4 separate regions of the Danio rerio genome follow, and all the other regions are linked to region 1. The links are chromatin contacts, called in public HiCAR-type and HiChIP or PLAC-seq maps. All regions are on one chromosome and are shown on one strand. The core of a region is the stretch at or near the end of the contact, and the rest is flanking DNA. Distances in the headings are between cores, read along the strand shown.

Region 1 (2,785 bases), core at 92-2,591:
ACAATGTTTTAAGTCAAAATATTCTGTTTACACTGCAGTGACACTTTCTGTGTCTTTAACTGCTTTATTGAGAAGAGATTGATCAAGTCTGGGATTTTGGAAACCTACCAATTGCGTTTTGTTGCTTCAAAACACTTTAAAGATAAGCCAAACAACAGAAGAGGAAAGAGGAAGAGAGACATAACAGCTTTTGTGGTTGGTGTGTGTGTGTGTGTGTGTGTGTGTGTGTGTGTGTGTGTGTGTGTGTGTGTAATGTCTGCTTCTCTGAATGCTGGTTTACCACCTCCATCTCTTTCTCTTGCTCTCTTTCTTTCTTTTACTCTCCTTTAACTCGAGGATGCACAGTGTCTTGTATGAGATCAGCATAGTGCTGCTAAGTGCTGATAGTGATAGCATCCGGCTTCATGATTCCTGGGCTCTCCTTCAACCCTCAATCATCTTGTTGATACTTTCACACCTCATCTCTAAACTTTCCAGTTCAATTCCGTTTACTAATCTGAAAAAATAAAGGTGCCTGGCAGCTATAAATAAATCAAGCGTCTCCTAAAAGCTCCTGCCAGCATCTCTAGTCCGCCCCGAGTGGGGGATCTTCCAAAAGCCGCGCACCATCTGCCAGATCACCCTCCCCTCCGCAATTCATAATCCCCCTTAAAACCGACCAGCGACCTGCAAGTGAAAGCCTAAAGACACAAACTTGATCAAAACACAAGCATTGGCTGTCCCTGCGTTTTCATTCGGTCATTTGATCGGTTTTTGCAAAGGCGGACACCTCCATCCATCCATCCGCCTCCCCCTGCGAAGAAGACCCTCATCATCATTGTCGCTGTGAGATTACCTTTAAACGTGTTGATCACATTGTTCCCGTCCTTGATGACATCCTTTAGGAACTTGTTGGTTTTCTCCAGCTCGTTTTCGTAGCATTTCAATCTCTCTCTGAAATCGGGGCTGTCGGAGTAACAGTCGCTGAACTCCAGTGCAGGATGAACCATTCTCAGTCTCAGTGAAGAATAACTCTTCTGCTGTCGGCAAAGTACACAAAACCACGACACACCTGCACTATGATCGCTCGCCTGTATTAATTAAAATTTCAGTTAACAGATTACAATAAAGTTCCCCATATTTGACATACTATGTGATGTGCAGTTGTGGAAAAAACAATAATCCAGCGCTGCGGTGGTGACGGTGTCCGGGTGCGCGCGCTTTTCCTATTAAAACTAATTCGGTCGCGCAAATGGAGTGGCAAAGTAAAACTTAAAAGCGCTGATAAAGAAACTATTTGTTTCTATACTTTTCCTTGTTTTGGGAGCGGAGGGACTGACGAACGCGGGCAGGGCTACATACTGAGTACACCCACATCATTGGACGGTAAATGTCACTGGCCGCTAAAACTGTATGTGAAACAACCGCAGTCTTCCTGTGTGGGGCGCGCGGGGGCTCACAAACGGAAATTCTCCATTGAGCTGCGTTCAAATCTAAACATGTCTTTTGTTTGAGTGCATACATCTATGCAGTGAAAATTATAATCATTCAAATCTATGAATTGTAATTAATGATTAAATAAAAAGAAATGAAAACGCACCTCTGACATTTGTAATAGATTTATAACTAACAATCGTAGGATCTGACACGCATGAGCGACGATGATTGGTTTATGGTAAGCAGCGCTGAGGAAAGTAACCTATACAACGTGAGATGCCACTGAAGTTCTACATCAGTCATTAGTTAAACTACAGCATTACACCTGGAAAATTGGCACTGACTAAATGCAATAGTTAAATATACAGGGAACATTTAAAATAAAATAAAAAGTGTTATTTAGATCTGTCGTGTTTTTTAATTGACGACAGCTTCCGGGCCACTAAGCCTCGCCTATTTTACACATCAAAATGGTGCTAGATGTCATGCTACCTGCAAACTGATTATTTCGAAATTCACACTGACTCCAACCCTTAAAGAGACAGGCACTGTTATGATTCACAATATAAATGCATTTACAAAAGGGCAAAATACCACTGATATAGCGTATATTCTGTTTATGTGCTGATAAAATATTTGTACTTAACAATAATAATAATAATAATAAACTAACCGACTTTAATACACTTCATACTAATCAGTTATCAAATCTTTTTAAAATTTAATTCGACTTTTAAACGTTAATTTTATTGATTATTATTATTATTATTATTATTATTATTATTATTATTATTATTATCTGTTAAGTGGCTCGTTGGCGTTTTTGACGTCACATGTTTGATGACGTATCCGTATCCGTGTAAAGATGGCGGAAGCGGAGGACTCAAACAAGCCTTTGGTAAGAGACAAAACATGCTTTAAACAACCTTTACACTTTTAAAACACGGTGTCAGCTTTTCCACCGATATTGTATTGTTGCCTGTATGGATACTGGCCTTAAATGGAAACTTGGAAATGTGTAAATCTGTCAATAAAGCTCTGCTGGGGTAATTCATGTTAGGCTAACTGCAGATGGTCGTTTCTCATCTCAACAGAACAGTGACTAGCCTAAACGAGTTGTTTGAACATCACGCACATGTACGTATTGACAGATTTGCTGCTTTCTGTGGAAAACGGGAGTTCTTGTCTCATCCTTTTGCGTTACAAAACTATGTAAACAGTGATAGGAGCATCTGCGTCTGCTGTCTGAAGCTGATGACGCGCGCCTGTTTCAATCTCTCTGTCTCTGTAAAGATTTCACATATTCTTCAATTCACTCTGCGAGTCTAAATAGATTCATCTGACGGATTCATCCCAATCTAGAAACCGT
Region 2 (2,785 bases), core at 164-2,663, 210 kb after region 1:
ACCCAGCCGAGGCTCGAACCAGTGACCTTCTTGCTATGAGGTGAGATATCCATTTTAATGTCCATTTGGGATTGGTGATTGTGTAAATAAAACTTAAATTTTTTAAAGGTGAGGCCATAAAATGTATATGTGTACTTGATGACTCTGCTACTGTATTTATGCATACCGGCTATCTGGGAAAAATAAACAATAATTCACTAATTAAGAACCAAACACTGCAAGCCAGCAAAAGGATCTCATCTGCATGAGGTGAGAGTATCATAATAGGATGCTTGCATCCCCCAATCCCACAGGGAAGAGTGAACTTTTGATTCATACTTGCGTGTCTCTGTGAACAAAAACATAATAGATTATGAATCACTAGAGATGCCACAGGTCATCTCTCAGAGCATAAAAACCTGAGAATCTCTTGACAGGTGAATAAATACAGCCTTGCTTTCCAACGCCTTGGGGGATTTTTCAGTGTGTGAGTCGGTGTTCTTGCATTTGTACATGTGTGTGTGAGTGTGTGTGTGTCTGTGTGTGAGCTTGCATTAATCAATCTTCAGACTTCTCAATAATTTACCACAACCATACTCTCTCTGTCTCTTTCTTTCTGACAAACACACACACACACACATTTTGCATGTCTTAGGAGACGCTTATATACTCCACCAAATGATCTAATCCAGGCTAGGTAACACATATAAAAACATTATAGAATATTTAAGCAGGGTATCTGAAAAACACCGTCAAGATTCAAATACTGTATCATTCAATTAAACAATCCTTAACAAAAACTACAACTAAATTTAGCTAAACTGCATGACCTTAAAAGTAATTTCTGCTGACTACCCACTCAAAGAAGACAACCAGTATTTCACATCATCTTAGCTGCGTTACACCAGCCTAATACTGACAGGCATTATTATAACCCCTTTAATTATATTAATTTAAAGGTCTGATCCTGACAGGCACATCCAATTCCCTGAAACACATTTGCATAGGCAAAAGCTCATTATCACATTTAAATTCATGCGGTCACATTTATGAAACCATTTAAAGCATGGGCTACTCATACAGTTAAAGCTTCTTTTAAAAGTGCTATCCATTAACTAAAAGGTAAACAATTCATTCTCTCATTCATCAGCAGATGTATTATTTTATCCATTCTTTGAGCAGCTTTACAATGTTTCCACCACAAACATCACTAAGACAGCAAGAGAGGAAAAGTAGCAAATTGAGCTTAAAGTATCTCCTGAGACCACCAACTGCCGTACATTTACCTGTATTTAATGACATGCAGTTACAGATGAAGAGATGAGGTAAGAAAATGCAGAAGAGGGTCTTACCTGAGAGAAAAGCAAGGGAAAAGGAAAGAGAGGAGAGGAAGAGAGGAGGAAGCATGATGCGTGATGCTCTGAGAGACTCAAGTGAGGGTGCTTCTCCTAAGCTGCTAGTTTCTCATCTGAGCAACACAGAGAAAGAGAGAGAGCGAGTCACATCTACATCGCTCAGATTGGACATGGCTCAACTCACTGGCAAACCAGCAACATGATAAGACAACACTAACACGTGTGTGCTTGCGTAAATAAAACCACAAGCTGTCTATTATTTAAGGGATCCTGTTGCTACTGTCCTGTGAAGACGTGGTAAGACAGGAAGGCTTATTGAGATTGATATTGGCTATAGAAATGTGTGTCTGTGAAAGTTAAAAACAATTACAAAACACACATATTGTTTGAAGTCAAATATGTGCCATGTGGTGATAATCTGAGCGGACCTCATTTAAGATGCTTCAGGAGTGACTGGAATTTTGTCTTATTCTCTCAGCTTTCAGCTTTACATGGCAAAAAACAACAACAACAACACATAATTAAACTGCCAAAGATAGTTGGGTTTTTTGTTGCATACTGAAATTTGTGCATACCCAATTGTTTTGTTTGCCAAATTTAAACAATTAAACAATACAACTACTGGTAACATCTGAGATTCTCTCTCGATCAAAGTCAGACTTTTAATCTTATAAGTCAGTATACTAAATATATTTACTAAAAAATAGATCAAATATGTTTTAAAATTATAATAATATATATAAAAAACAACTTATTATTATGGGTACTAATTAGACCTTATATTACAGTATAAGGTGCCCCAAGTCCAAAATTTGGCTGCTTAGTTTTCCCATTATGACATCATAAATTGGGAAAATATCCAATAGAAGATGGCTCTAAATTTTTCTTTTGAATTATTTAAATGGACAACTTCTGACTGAAGAAATGAGCTTGATAGTTTGTTATTTGTCTATAGGCTATTTTTTATTTAACATACCTGTCTGAATAGATACCTAATTGTTTTTTTTTTTTTGTTTTTTTTAATGATGAATGATAATTAATTAGCATTTTTAAAATAAGCATATTTTCACATTTCTTTGTTCAAAATGTTTAATTCAAAATTGTAATCTCATTACATTATTAATAAAACTGTAATAACTTTAAATGCACATTTGTAAATTAACACTTAGTGGTAAAGCACTTTGACAAAAATATTTTTGTTGCTTCAAAAAGTGTGGTTATGATGATCATCATATGACAAGCTAGTCTAGAAAATATTATTGCTTAAAATGTCACTAAAATACAGTATTTGAACCACATAACTTAATATAAAATGAAGTGAATACCTACAAAAAGATCTGTTTAAAAAAAAGAACCACCCCAATAGGCTGCCTATGGGCCTGTATTAGCCTATATTATGACATTAGATTATGGAAAACTCTTAATAATAAGGATAATAATGGGCAGCACGA
Region 3 (2,785 bases), core at 172-2,671, 200 kb before region 1:
GTGAAAAAAATGTAAAAGTATCCAGAGATTTATATCACATTTGAATAGCTTTATTTTTATCTGTTATTTAGCAAATGTTTATTATGTTACTTTAGCATCATGTGAGTCACTGATGGTATATGGTTTTCACGTGATACTATGCTATTAGTCATATTTTACTGACATATTTTATTTATTATTTATATATACATTTGGAGGCAAATTGCACAATTTGATTGTTCAAATGAATATTAACAATCACTTAATGAAATACAGTAATAATTTGTAAAATATACAGACAGCAATACAGTATACCATTCAGTATGTTCTGAATAACTATCAATATTTGTTATACAGTAAATTTCTTTACCATCAGCTGCCACTTTTAAATCAGATTTTTGTACAGTGAAGTTCAGTTTTTGTCTTTGAATTTGAAAATAAAAAAAGAATTCAAACCCCAATTTAACCTACATAGCATTTACATTTTTGTATAATTTATATTTGTATAATTACTGAAACATATTGAACTACTATAGTTAATGGTAATAATACCTTTTAAATTCAAGGAACATTTTGTTCTAGGTTATTGTTTTAATACAGAATGGGATTTGGTTCATTCATTCATTTTTAGGAAACGTTAAATATTACACAATTGCTTAAACAGAATCTGCACAAATGTATAACTAATCAACTTAAAAAGTATTTCACAGCTACCTTGTGGGACTCTGAAAATAATCCAACAGAGGTTTAGATCATACTGTTTAAAAATATATATTCAAATAAAACAATTCTTTTTTTAATGTTTTTTGGCAATTTAGTGGAACAAACGATTTTAACGACGAGTTATAAATCACTCAGTTAAAACTATATAGATTTTAAATAATAGTAAATATTTGCAACTTTTTCATATCCTCAGATTTATGCATATTAAATAAACTGCTTGATATCGCTGTGTTATTAACTGAAAATAAAAGATAAAAGAAAAGAAAGCAGTCCTGCTTATTTCGTGGAATATAGGCAACACAGTATAGTCAGCTTCAGTGTGTAGTTACATTCGTTTCGATAATAAAGATTAATGTCCATTCGCGTTCATTCATTCTCAATCTGAGAACACGGAGAAACAGATCAAGAGAGAGCACACATTCAGGTGCCATCTAAAACAAAAATACCTCCGTTAAATGATCTGCTGGGAATAATCTTCCCGAGGCATAAAACAGAAGAAAGGTGCTCAAACTGAACTAAGTAGGGCGCACAGCTACGATTCAGAAGTAGAGAGCAGCGCACCGGCTACTAATCATCAATCTCCTGTAAACTCACGTATTAGGGACACTTTCATCCGCACTTACATTGTAGCAGGGGCAACTCTCGGCAGTCACTTAATTCTCTGTCCCATTAAAGTAAACGTCTCCTGTGGCTTTGGGTAAATTCGGTCCAATTTAGCTTGTGGTTGAAGCTGTTGACTGGCACATTTGCCCTGTGAGCTACCGTGCGCTGCGGCTCGGGGACAGACAGGAGGCATGTCAAGACATGTTCACACTAATGTGACTCTCAAACAAGCTGCCGTTTAAGGAGAATTAGGATGCGCCTACACCATCTCAAAGTCATCTCATTGAGAAATGCGATTGAATGGAAATTGCTATATAACGGCATTTCAGTTATCTGAATCTAAAACAGAACGATACCTGTTTGATATCTTGTGGCACATCAACTCAACCACAGACATTCTGTATATAAATGTAAAGTACATCTTTAAAAAAAACGAAAAAAAATATCTAGAACTGATTAAGATTAATTATTTTTTTCCAAATGAAAACGTTTAGAACTTTCACATGTACTGTTTTTACCGCAGTAACATCTTATGAACGCATGGTGGCGATAATGAACGCATTGACCTTTGAAGTGGCTTTGAATGACCTTACGTAACTAAAAAAAGATTTAAATTACATAACAATTCATTTTAGTTTACAACCTGACAATGCATCATATTCATTTCAGCTCATCTCATTGTGTAACAATCATTATGGTACTCTGCATTGTGTTGCATTGCATTATTAGAGAGCATTACCTTAAGTTGAACGCTGCAGCTCAGTAATCAGTTGGCCAGTAGCACAGCAAGTCATGTTTACTTTCATCTTCTGATCAATTTTCTCTGCAATTATCGCACACAAACTATTCTGAAATTGTTGAGCTAAGTGAAGAATGTTTTGTGCGAGCAATTGTGGTATACGTGTTGATGAAAAGATAACTGCAAAGACATGTATGTGTGTCTGAGAGAGGGAGAGAGAGTAGGAGGGCACTGTAGCCTTGCATAGCTTTCGTAGTGGATTTGGCAAAGGAAGAAATAACAGATAGGGAAAGTGGGAGAGAGTGCATGACAGAGTAGTTTTATATTTTGTCAGGGTTGTTGTGTCTGAACTTAGACCAGGTCAGAGACAGTGTTTTGGACAGGTTGTTTTGTCCCTTAACCAGTCTTAAGCAACTTAATTTACAGAACACCAGGATTTTATATTAACAGAAAGGTTTTACCAGTCAAACTGATAGTTTAGTCATTGTTGTTGTGCATTGTAAAAATATATAAATAAAGTTTTTCATATTTTGTGAACATTTTATATATTCATGATTTTGAATTGAATTATACATTGTATTGTACATTAATCTTTTTTCCAACAACTTTTTGTAAAACGTTGGAAAAAGTGAGTTTTTTTGGACAATTTACTAGTTTGAAGTGATATATTGCCTATGTTGCCTTTATAAATAACATTATAATAACCTGCAAATGCACTTACAATAATATTGTGTTGTTTTT
Region 4 (2,785 bases), core at 154-2,653, 180 kb before region 1:
AACAGGGCAAAGTTTCTGCTGAGAAATCATTCTCTGCATGTAGTGTTTGACATGAATTACGCCTTATGTTAAAGAGTGAGTAATCTGGAGAAAACTGATAACTGGGATTAATAATGAATAGCCTCTGACTGAGGACCATTGACATCCCCTTCTGGCGAAAAAAGTAATAAAGGTCACAGTAAGTTGCAGTGAATAAAATGGATATGAAGAGATGTCCTTGCCTTTGCAGTAATATAAGTTCTAGTATAATAATATTGCTTTCAGTAGAGCTAATAATGGCCTCATGTCTGGACGTGAATGAAAAAGCACCTCAGGAACTGACTTTTGCACTATACTGTTCAGTATAATGTCATTTTTGTCTGGGTGTTTTCTCACTTTCTGGAGCTTTGATGAAAAAGTTAGAGTAGTCTTTTTAGCAAAGCCAAGAGAGATCAAATATAAATAAGGTGATTTCATTAAGTAGAGTTTGTTTGTCTATCAGATTCAGACTTTTTCTCATTTCCTTTTATTGCCCAGTCAGTCATATTTCCCATATTTCACATTCCCATCTCAATCCAGAAATTCACATTCTGTCTAAAAAGGGCATTTGGCATTTTTTATTTAATTTTTTTTTAATTGATCTCATGTGTTAAGTTGATCTTAAATTCTGCAGTGTAATTAAATGGTCTATTAAATTTCACACACACAAAAGCATTTAATGTTTTTTCATATTTAATTTAAATGTCCAGGCAGTGCCATTTGCTCCAGTAAGGTTAAATCTGAGCATCTTCTTTGAAAAAAAAAAAGAAATAAAAAATATAATAATAGTCATTAACCTGTTTTGCTCCTCAGACAGGTTTAACAGTCCTAGTGTGCATTTAGTGTGCGCTCAGTAATAAATGTCACGAGAAACATTTCCACAGAACAAAGGCCCAGACCCTCATAAAGTGCGCACTGTGCACTCTCTCGTAGAGCAGTGGGGCTCATTGATTTTATTGTATTTTTCACCTTCTTTAAACCTATGATATTTATAGGCATCTGTTTTATTTTAATACTAAGTAAAAGTGAGTTGTGATCCCCCGCTCGTATTTGTAGTGCGCTTAGTCCTATTCGCCCGTCCTGGCGCCGTTCCTGTGCCTGTATAATTTAGTCCTGACAGTAAAAGCGCTCAAGGACTTTCCCGAGCGAACTCTCCGTGAAATTACTGCTTACACCGGCAAAACACCGTGACACAGCAAGCTCTCCCCGCATTACCTGCGTCCGAGCTCAGGAGAGTACCTGACACGGGAGAAAAGGGCCGTAACTGTACTTTAAAATAAAAGGATTGGTCGTTATGGTGCACCCAGGGTGCTACTGTACCAACCGCCGCCTCTTCTGGGACTGTCCTTTGCAAACAAAACGGCGCTAAATCTTATCGCGCGTTCTCAAGGTAGACGGAAAAGTACTCGAGCGGCGGATAGAAATTCCCACCTCCCATTGCCATTACATCTGCTCATTTATGGATAACACGCGTGCAAGTATGACTGGGACTGAATAAAGCCCCGAAGAACAAATCGCGTGCATTTTCGGAAAACTTTTCTCGTTGACGTCTATTAAGAGCCGCCTATGCGTCTCCGGCTGCGATTACATGCGCGTCCGTTTGATTATTTTTGCTTACACAGTGTCGCGCTGCGCAGCTCACTCGTGTCTGTCTGACTGGAACTTTTTCAAGGATTTCGTCGATGAACTTGTTGCGGTGAGTCCCCTTTAAACCCTCACGGCCTGTGTTGTACTCTGCTTTTAGACTATGGAGGTTCCGGTCGGGCTGGTGGAAGCCTGCGAGTCCCCAGACGCAGTTTTTCACGGACCTTACCAAAGCGTTTTTCAAAACGTGCGCGTCGCGAGAGCGAGCAACCCCGAGAGTTTGGATATTTCTAGCTCCAAGAAGTGCGGCTGCCTACAGGAGGGCTCGTCGAGGGAAATGCGCTTAAGTGAGCTGTCCTCATTCAGAAGAATAATATGCTGCCCCGAAAAAGAGTACGAGAGTGCGAGTTCGGTGATACAGGCGGCGGCGAGCCGAATTCATTTTCTCAAGAGTTCATCAGGAAGCAAAAGCGACTCGTCTCTGTCATCTAGCGGCTCGGGCCGCACAGACGCCACCGAAAGCAGCGGTAGTCGCGCAGGCTTCCTTCGGGTCGTCGAGAGTGGACAGAAGGGCTGCGGTGCTGTTGAAGTTCACACACGAGAGTTGGGCTCGGGCCGTGACGCAAGTGTGGCGAGTAGTAGTCGTGCGTGCACCACCGCCACCATCACCTCCAGCAGCAGCAGCAGCAGCACCACTACCAGCTGCACCATATCAGAGACAGCGCGAGAGTTGTGCAAAGCCGTGTCCGTATCTTTGGGCTTAGCTATGGAGTCCAGCGAACTGGGCGAGGTGGGACAGCACCATGCACCGCCGCCACCGCCCCTGACCACTGAAAGTAGTGAGGAGATCTATTTGTACGGAATGCCTTTGCTCGACTGCTCAGTGAGCGAACGAGAGGCAGGAAGGAAAGACCGAGAGTACGCTCTCGCGGCGGGACGAGACAGAGGCGAAGAGCTCCGAGGCAGGGACAAAGTGCTCGGGATGCTTAAAAGTGGCGACCTGGAACAGCTAGCTGGTGAGGTGACGACCTTGCAGTGCAGCAACGCTTCTCGAGCGAACTTGACCGCGGATGTGCATGAGTTCGGCAGCCTGTCCGGGGACATTGCCAACCTGAGTTCAGAAGGTACAGCAGCGCAGACAGCACCGGATATGGACGGACCGCGAGCGGCTTCGTGCCAGTTT

What was found. HiCAR-type assays count read pairs that join an accessible place to other places. HiChIP or PLAC-seq counts read pairs in DNA pulled down with a chosen protein or histone mark.
Region 2: an H3K4me3 HiChIP or PLAC-seq map of embryo shows a contact between it and region 1, with 2.5 times the contacts expected there. The contact joins the promoter of rxfp2l here to the promoter of ophn1 in region 1. A contact is called at or near these places in 2 of 18 Hi-C or Micro-C datasets (caudal fin and hematopoietic stem cells) and 2 of 4 datasets of contacts at active chromatin or transcription factors (caudal fin and embryo).
Region 3: a contact with region 1 is called in an H3K4me3 HiChIP or PLAC-seq map of embryo, with 3 times the contacts expected there. The contact joins the promoter of si:dkey-204l11.1 here to the promoter of ophn1 in region 1. A contact is called at or near these places in 1 of 18 Hi-C or Micro-C datasets (an unstated tissue) and 2 of 4 datasets of contacts at active chromatin or transcription factors (caudal fin and embryo).
Region 4: a contact with region 1 is called in a HiCAR-type map of caudal fin, with 4 times the contacts expected there. The contact joins the promoter of ar here to the promoter of ophn1 in region 1. A contact is called at or near these places in 2 of 4 datasets of contacts at active chromatin or transcription factors (caudal fin and pancreas).

Annotation. Positions count from the first base shown.
Region 1 is chr5:36,367,725-36,370,509 of GRCz12tu, forward strand. ophn1 (oligophrenin 1) reads right to left here and starts at 1,342. Exons shown (of 25, transcript XM_073952371.1): 1 at 1,130-1,342; 2 at 836-1,019. The coding sequence starts at 989. yipf6 (Yip1 domain family, member 6) reads left to right here and starts at 2,306. Exons shown (of 7, transcript NM_001002096.1): 1 at 2,306-2,553. The coding sequence starts at 2,488.
Region 2 is chr5:36,577,553-36,580,337 of GRCz12tu, forward strand. rxfp2l (relaxin family peptide receptor 2, like) reads right to left here and starts at 1,414. Exons shown (of 16, transcript XM_068221461.1): 1 at 1,332-1,414. The coding sequence starts at 1,386.
Region 3 is chr5:36,164,729-36,167,513 of GRCz12tu, forward strand. It overlaps si:dkey-204l11.1, which reads right to left and starts at 1,422. Exons shown (of 7, transcript NM_001109739.1): 1 at 1,326-1,422. It also overlaps a transcript of ar not described here.
Region 4 is chr5:36,185,192-36,187,976 of GRCz12tu, forward strand. ar (androgen receptor) reads left to right here and starts at 1,404. Exons shown (of 8, transcript NM_001083123.1): 1 at 1,404-2,785. The coding sequence starts at 1,766.